Regions from separate parts of the Mus musculus genome. Here region 1 is linked to region 2. The links are chromatin contacts, called in public promoter capture Hi-C maps. All regions are on one chromosome and are shown on one strand. The core of a region is the stretch at or near the end of the contact, and the rest is flanking DNA. Distances in the headings are between cores, read along the strand shown. Region 1 overlaps Cyth1 (cytohesin 1). Region 2 holds the start of Tmem235 (transmembrane protein 235).

The links. Promoter capture Hi-C pulls out the DNA fragments that hold promoters and counts their contacts.
Region 1: a contact with region 2 is called in a promoter capture Hi-C map of 3T3-L1-derived adipocytes, with 5 times the contacts expected there. The contact joins the enhancer-like site here to the promoter of Tmem235 in region 2. A contact is called at or near these places in 26 of 39 promoter capture datasets (the 3T3-L1 cell line, 3T3-L1-derived adipocytes, the C10 cell line and 14 more), 3 of 15 datasets of contacts at CTCF or cohesin (large pre-B cells, pro-B cells and stem cell-derived epiblast-like cells), 57 of 484 Hi-C or Micro-C datasets (B cells, the Ba/F3 cell line, the C2C12 cell line and 31 more), 22 of 115 datasets of contacts at active chromatin or transcription factors (the HPC-7 cell line, the SCID.adh cell line, T-cell acute lymphoblastic leukemia and 17 more) and 4 of 9 other capture datasets (adipose tissue, embryonic trunk, liver and 1 more).

What each region holds. Positions count from the first base shown.
Region 1 is chr11:118,206,615-118,211,060 of GRCm38.p6, forward strand. The region is part of intron 1 of Cyth1 (cytohesin 1); the gene reads right to left. Among named protein-coding and RNA genes, the nearest start is that of Cyth1, 40 kb to the right of the region's middle. Within about 2 kb of position 2,282, at least 75 of the 459 cell types and tissues checked have an H3K27ac peak or open chromatin away from gene starts, as enhancers often do. A contact at or near this core is called in 3T3-L1-derived adipocytes, CD8 T cells, the N1E-115 cell line and 7 more, where this site is marked.
Region 2 is chr11:117,858,673-117,862,658 of GRCm38.p6, forward strand. Tmem235 (transmembrane protein 235) reads left to right here and starts at 2,080. Exons shown (of 4, transcript NM_001085535.1): 1 at 2,080-2,254; 2 at 3,556-3,636. The coding sequence starts at 2,080.

The DNA.
Region 1 (4,446 bases), core at 1,032-3,531, 350 kb after region 2:
AGTCATGACCCTCATCTCCTGGTACTGGAGATTCTGAAATTCTTTATACATAAAATGCCTTGTAATGCTTTAGTAAAACAGAAACAATGAGGTGCTTGTTCTTTTCTTCTGTTTTTTAGGTTTATTTGTTTTATATGCATGAGTACACTGTAGCTGTCTTCAGACACACCAAAAGAGGGCGTCAGATCCAAGGTAGTTGTGAGCCACCATGTGGTTGCTGGGAATTGAACTCAGGACCTCTGGAAGAGCAGTCAGTGCTCCTAACAGCTGAGCCATCTTTCCAGGCTTGGAGAGGCTTTTTCAAAGAAGCCACCAACTGCCATCTATTCTTGCTCAATAAGGGTCTGAAAGCTGAGAGGGGCTTTTTCTACCTCACGTGTCTTAGTTAGGTTTCTATTGCTGTGATAAACACCATGAGCAAAAGTAACTCAGGGAGAAAGAGGTTTATTTCAACCTGTAGTTTATAGTCTATCTTGAAGGGAAGCCCATCAGGAACTTAAGGCAGGATGCACAGGCCATGGAGGAAATGGTGCTTACTAGTTTGCTGCCAGGGGTGCAGAGTTTACTTTCTTATATACCCCAGAGCCACATGTGCAGGGATGGCACCACCCTCATGGGCCCTCCCACCATCTATCATTAATCAAGAAAATGTCCCACAGACTTGCCTATCAGCCAGTCTTTCTCAGTTGAGGTTCTTTATTCCCTGATGAGCTAGCTTGTGTCAAGGTGACAAAAACTAAGTAGTACATCCCAGTAGAGTGCCAGACAGCCACTCCGTAGAGTTGTCCTTAGTCCCAGTGGCAACACTGAAATCTGAAAAGAGCCCAGGAACAACTGAAGCCACTGGGTGGAGTCCAGAGCAGTTCAACTTCTGGCCCTGTGGCAGTCACTGCTGTTTCACAGTAGGCCAAGACTGGGGCTACCCACAGAGGCCCAGGCCTCTGGCTTCTACTGCAGGGTAGAGGTGAGTGAAGGGGGCATGTTCTACCTCTACCCTACTCAGCAAAGGTCTCAGGCAACTCTTAGATGGGCCCTACCTCCTGCACAATGCAGAGGAGGCAGCTTGGCAGGAAAGGAACTGCATGTAGCAAGAGAGGCCCAAGAGAACTGGGATGGGGGATGGAGGGACAGGAAGAAGCAAGGTCTTGTGGCTCTGAGACCCAAGGTAGATATAAAAGGCAGATTCAAGTAGGAGCACAATAAACCAAACACAAAAGGACCGCTCAAGCTCAATTACCCTACAAGTGGGAACAAAAGCACCAACGGCTTGCCTTCCCACACACGCTCCCAGAAGCTTTCTCTACCATGTCAAACACAGGTCTTTCCATCAGAAAATCTGAGTCTGCTTCTTGAAGAAAATTTGGATTCTTAATTTGTGTGTAAAAATTCTCCCAATGGCTACAGCATCAAAATTGTAAAAATTGAAAGTCTTTTGGTACTGAACATGGTGACTAGAGAGTGAGGTGCTCTGTAGAGGCCAGCAGGGAGACACGATGGCACCAGGCAGCGCTGTCACATTCCTCCTTATGCACTGTGTGTGCTTGGTGTACACATGTGAGGCTCCCACCATCAGCAGCCACCATTTAAAGGGGCTCATGGGGAAGGGGCATGCTACAACTCCTCCCTTCCTACTGCTCTATAAGTTGGATCCACAGGAAATGCAATCTTCCCTGCTGGGGTTTCTCAGGAAAAAATGCAGAAACGCCACCAGCTCGTTTGCCCAGAGTCTGAGCCCTTCTTCTGTGTTAGAGACATTCTTGAGCACTGTTCATGATTAGGGAAACTCCTGCTTGGTGACACTGCTGTGGTGGCACCGGTGGCTTTTCATATGGACACACTGCTTAGAATCCTGATTCAGAGGAAGAAAGAGAAACAGGCTCAAGCACCAAGAAGAAGGGGGTCAGAGCAGCCACTGACTCTGGAGAGAAACTTACAGCTCTCTCTGAGGTTGTAAGTTGAGCTTCCATGAGTCCTCTGTAAAGTGTGAAGAAAACAGGGCTAAGGCAAAATATGACTTCCTTGTTTTCCCAGGAAAGGAAGGAATGTGCTGGGTGGGTCATTCCACACCAGCCCACCTGCAGGGTAGCAGGACTTGATTTCCTGCCCCCATAACTCCCTGCCATACATAGGCAGAGAAACAAAGAGGTAGCTGATAACCACCTCCACGGCCAGGAGAGGGTCGCAGCAGCAGCAGCAGCAGCAGGCCAGCTTAGGTTAACTTAGGCTGTGAGGTGCTCAATGATTAGAGACCCGCTCTTAGGGCTAGGGGCGTGGCAATGGCTGTTGTAGAGCTGAGCAGGGATTGGCTGGGTAGCTGCAAAGGCTCTTCCTGGATCCAGACAACTGACTGTAAAGCTGCTACTGATTCCTGGCTCTGTGCTGGAATCACACAAACTCCTGGAGGCTGCAGACCCCGGCAGTCGGGCAGAAGCAACATTCACTAGAGTCATTCTAAGAGGAAAGCAGAGCTGAGCCGGAAACAGATGGGAGAGCAGACACCAGAACACTGTGTTCAGTAAAGGTGCCTTTGGAAGATTGGCATGGTCCAGAGGGAAAATGAAAGGTGGAAATGCCCAGATATCTCCAGGTCTAACTCTCCTTTTCTGATGTAGCCAACAGCAAATTGTACGCAGCCTCCCTCCCCATTTCAGCAAGTTTTGTGAACCATGTGAACATTGGCTGAACACTGGAGCATACATACTGCCTCCAAGCTACCCTGATCACTCGTCTGCAGTTTTCAGCTTCGTCCTTGCTGACCACTCTGCAAGCTAACAGGGCTCCTGATACCCCAGACCCAAGCCTGCCTTTCTTCCCACAATTCTGGACTCTTAGAATCTAATTCCACTCTCTGCCTCCCAAGTCTCCTTTCTAACTGGCCTGTGGGTCCTGGGCATCTGCAGCTAGCCTGGCTTTCATACCCCACCCAAAGAAGGGTGGCAGGTGGCAGACAGCCTCAGGCAGTGGGCCAGGCTGACTGTCTTCAGAGACAGGGTCGGAGGCCTTGCTTCTACTGGTGTCTTCACTAAGAAGAAAAATGTGCATGGCTGCTGTGTGCTGTCGACCCTGCTGTGCTCAGCAGGGAGGTCTGTGAAGCTCAAACCACAGCAAAGCCCTTCAACACTGCCACTGTAGATGGTTGGCATGAGCTTCACGCTTTGATGCGTGCTTTGTACAAAGTCAAACATGTTCCATCAGATGGACGCACATGCCACTCTGAGAAGTATCTGAGGTATTTGTCCACAGCACCAGCACCTGAAGTCTTCCTTATAACACATAGCAAGTTGCTTGTCCAAAGCCAGGAAACAGGTCACCGGAGATGCAGCAAGCAACTGAGCAGGGCCAGGACAGAGGCCACGTTAACATTAAGGTGAACTGTTTAGCCTAGTGTTCCACTGGGGAGATGCTATATGCAACTCTACTTGGTGTGCTTTCCTATAAATACGATTTTATATACCCTTGGAGTACCTTTTATAGCTTCAGATATTTTTGAAACTTAAAAAAAAAAAAAAAAAAACTTGACAGCTCAGGACTGAACTGCTCCCTGCTGGTAAACTGCTCCTCAGAGTTCATGAATGAGGCACAGGTCCAACGCCCACAGCCAGGTTCACACTCCTGGTCCCTGACCGGTCCTTAGCAGTTTACTCTCCTATTGAAGCCTACAGATTCACTTATCTGAGCATTTGCTGAGCATCTGCCACAGGCGCAGCCTGTGCTTGGAGCTGGGACTTAAATAGCTCCAGACCCAGCCTTGCCAGAGGGGAGAGGCGGGCAAGCCTGTGGCAGCAGCAACCTGGCACAGCATCTGTGCATGCCAAGGACATGCTGAGATGCTGCAGAGGGGCCAGCTGGATCCAGGACTTAATGACAACTCCCAAATGGAGAGGCAGGGCAATGACTCCCAATGAGGTAAAAAGCCTTAAGGATGGTGGGCTCACCAAAAGTCAAGGCCTGGGGCACAGTGAGACCAGAGAGCCCCAGGGAGCGCCCTTACTGCATCCCGTGGAGGGGAGGAATATGGGCTCACATTAAGGAGTCTTGATTCCATCCTAAAGGGAAGGCTCAGTGGCAAATTAATGGGACTACATATAAACAGATCAGCTCAAATAGCTAATCTAGAAGCAAGCCTATGGCACTTAAGAAAACAGTGCCCAGTTAATTATATTAGTAATTCTCACATAGGCAAATAAACAAGCAGTGCTGGAGAGCAACGGATTGATACAGGCAAGAAAGGAGGTAAAGGGCTGGAGATAGCTCAGCAGTTTAGACACTTGCTGCTCTAGCAGAGGACTTAGTTTGACCCCCAGCACTCATGGTGACTCATGACCATTTATAATTCCAGCTCTAGGGGATCCAATACCCTCTTCTGTCATCCCAGGATACCAGGCACACATGTGGTGCATGTACATACATGCAGGCAAAACATTCATGCACACAGACAGACAATGT
Region 2 (3,986 bases), core at 830-3,329:
CAGGATTGGACCATCTTCCTCCAGGAGCCCACCCCTGTCTTTGGCGTCTGTACTGATGGGTTATGCTGTCTTTGAAGAGTCCCTGCAGGAGGCAGAGGCCAGCACACAGCCTAGTACAGCTTACACACTGAGACAACATGTAGTTCTAGAGTAGCTCCTCTTCAGACGGCACCATGTCACTGGCTGAATTCATTAGGGCAGCCCCTCAGGGACCAGCACCTGCCTCCTAGAGGACAATGTCATCAGTGGCTCTGCTGCACAGAACCCAGGGTTGAAAATGAAGTGGGAATGGACTGCTCAGCAGGCCATCGTCCAGCCCTTCAGCTTCAGGGAATCAGTGCTGTGAAGGCAGCCGCATCTTGCTTTCACCTCCCATCCTCTTCCCAAACATCACACACCTCCACCCCCACACCTGCCCCTAACTCTGGGGTAGCAGTGGCCTCGGGCATGGCTGTCACCTACCTTGACAGCTGCCGCACTAGACCCGCTTGAGCTGCACCAAGAACAGGAACCTTTACAAACCTGCTCAAGGACAGGGATTGGGGGGGGGGGGGCTCAGTGACTCAGTGAGAGAGGGATGGGGCCAGACCAGCCTGTCAATTCAGATTTCTATGCAAGAAGCCTTTGACTGAAAGCAAGACTGATTGTTGTCATGTTGACTGGGGTGGCTGCTAGGTGACCTCAAGTCTACGTGATTCATGATTACTCCTCAGCCGTAATCGGTTTGGGATAAGAGCCTCCCTTCTCCCTCTCCTCCTGCCTTGGGAGGGCTGCCTCTCTAAGCACCAGATCATAGGGCTACCACCTGCTTCCAGAGCAGGGGTGTCTGTGGGACAATGCCAGCGGAGAGGTTGTCACAGAGCAGATGTGGCTGGGGAGAGCTTGGTGTGCATGTGAAGGGAGCAGCTTGCAGCGTGCTGGAAGAATTCTGTGCTTGCATCAATTCTTGTTTCAATGGCTGAATTCCACTTGAAATATCGTTTTAATAACTTTGCTAAAATTGCTTTTATCTCTGAACCATATTCCTCAAGCCAAGAGCTTAGCAGAGAGAAAACATATATTATGGAGAGACCCAAATAATCCAAGAAAGGGGGTGGTTGACCTGAGTGTCAAAGCTCTGGTGTCCTAGAAAGACCACCTCTGGCCCTCCTCTTTGGGCTCTGTCCTCCCCAGGGGCGGTGATTTAGAGGTCCCCCCATTCTCCAAAATGTAACCCAGCTCACCTTGCTTCCCATTGCCTGATTCTTCCTGGGAGAGGCCTCTTCCCTGCTCCCTTGCCTCTCCTGCCATTAGCATCTGACTCCTGTCCTTGGGGGGCAGGGGTCTGTATGTGTGCTCTGAAAGTGAGTTAGAAAAAAAGCAATGCTTTTTTCTCCCTGCTGCAGGAAGCTTATTCCACTGGTCCTCGGGACTAATGGAAACCAGGACCCCACACTGAGATGTGTCACAACCCAAGTCTTCCCTAAATGTGCCCAGCTGGGTCTGTCTACCACCCTTCCCTCTCCACAAACCTCCGTTCTAGGAGCTATTGCTGCAGTGGTCCAGCTGCTGACTGCTCCTGCACATCTTGGGGGTGGGGCCATCTTAGACTCACCTCCGATCCTCTTCCCAAACATCACACAGCACTGTGCCTAGTTTGTGACATCATTGGAATTTGAGCCCAAATTTATTGTCTCCAGCTCTGCTACGACCTGAGATTCCCCCCTCTCTTCCCTTACTGCCTGGCCAGCACAGAAAAGTGATCCATTTCCTAGAAAACTTGACCACTCCTGCGGTGGCAGAAATGCAGTGGTCGCAGAAGCACCTATGACGTTGTCTCTCCCCCGCCCCTGCCTTCTATCTACCTCTGCTTCCAGCCAGCCTGCTCTGCAACACCCCTCCCATGCCCTCTCCTGCTGATGCTCCCTCCCCTCCCACCGCCTAAACCTTCACTAGCCTGCTTCATTTCTGTCCCGAACCCCGACTGTCCCCAGCCGACAGTTCTTGTCTTCACCTCCCTGCCACTCTGTGCAGCCAGTCCCTAGCTCCTCTTCCCACTCGGCCCTGCGTCCCGTGCGCTGCTGTCTGGCTCTAACTCACATGGCCCTGCTAGCCACCTTGCTCCTGAGCGCAGCCCTGGGCGCCTTACTCAGCTTCGCGCTGCTGGCAGCGGCTGTCGCCAGCGACTACTGGTACATCCTGGAGGTGGCGGACGCTGGCGGCCTCGGTGGCGTGCAGCTCTTCTCGCATTCCGGGCTCTGGCGCACCTGTGAAGGTGAGCTACACACAGAGACTCCTTGGTCCCACTCTCCTTCCACCTCCTTTATTCCTATCCCCCTAACCCCGTCCCTATCAGTTCCATTGCTGGGATGCGGAGGAGTGTGAGAAAGAAGGTCCCCGCTCAGGGACAGGCTGCTGCCATCGTGGCCATAGCTGGGAAGCAGAGGGGGCTGAAACCATGCTTCCTTACATTCTGAAGAGCTTCTCTCTAAGGCCTGGCTGGGAAGAGTAGGGGTGCCATTGAGAGATGACAGGTCAGGTGGGTGGGCCATGAACCTGCTCCTTGCTTCTGAGTAACTTGATTGCACCTCCTTAGCCTTTCTAGGACTAGGTGCCCCCATGGAGGTCAGAGGAAGAAGAGCACCGGTGGCTGGGTCCCAGTCACCAGGGCTCAGTCGCAGCTTCCTGCGCTTTCTGCTCTTCCACAGGGCTGTTGCCCAGGGACCACGGAAGTCCTGACTCCTTCCTAGAGGAGGGGCCATGGGGCCGAGGAGGGGCAGGAAGCATAGGTGTGGATGTCTAGGGCCCTTCAGCCAAGTGACCAGGGGCTGGTGTCTCCTATGTGAGGCTCCCCAGTGCCCCTCAAGCCCCCATTCTCACCAACCTCAGCCTGATGCTGCCCTTGCCAAAGGGTGTCAAGAATATGACAGTGGCTGTGTATGAACACATGGTACTGTGTGTGTGAGGAAATATAAGTTGTGTGACTATGAGAGGCAAAAATAAATATGATTGTGTGTATGAGTGTGTGTATGTGTGTGTGTGTGTGACTGCGCACAGCTGTGAGCAGACTTGTATGTGTAAGCAGATGCGTGATGGTTGCTTCCTCTGTGTGCTTGGGACGAATGATCAAACTGTTCATTTACCTGGCAAACCTCCTTATCTGTGTGTCCTCGGCATATGTGTAGATGTAGGTGTGTGTGTGTGTGTGTGTGTGTGTGTGTGTGCGCGCGCTCAGCATACGTGCATGTGTGGGTGCTTCCCTGTGTGCTCAGCAGTGTATGTAGGTGCTTATGAGTGTGTGGTCATGTGTAAGGACCAGAGAGCCCTGATAACACGAGTCAGGAATGCTCCAGGATGTGGCATCTCCTCTTTTGGTGACCCAATCTGGGCATTTCTGAATGTTTGAATTTTTACACTCACTTCCCAGTAGGTATGACCTTCTGTGACCCTTAACTAAATAAGAGGTCTAGTCTCTAGTCCCATTTGGAGCCATAGCCCTGAGTTTCAAGAGTTAAACTGGGTCCCAAGGCTATGGTGCCCATGATGCCCAGCCCCCATCTGCACCTTGGTTTTCAGGGCAGAACAGCTGCGTGCCCCTGATTGACCCATTTGCCAGTGCCGGCCTGGAAGTTTCTCCCTCCGTACAGCACCTGCTCTGTGAGTCCTGGGGCAGTGCCATCTCTGACTCTTCAGGCAGGTCTGGGACCCAACCACCTCACCTCAGCCCACAAACTTCTTCTGAGGCTCTGGCCCAGAGGTTGTCTCCGTCATAGCCCTCTGACCACAGATCCTGGAAGCCCAGCCGGCTCTGCCCTCCCCATACCCCGGGTCCTTCTCAGTGGAACCAGCCTCTGATTTTGAGGATGTGAACCACCTTGGAGCATGACTGGGTCTCCTTATGCCCACCAAGTCCCCTTCTAGACTGACCCAGTTTTCAGTTGGATGGCCATCGATGACCTACTCTCCCTGAGAGGCCGGAGGGTGGAGAGGGAAGGGCAATGGCGAGC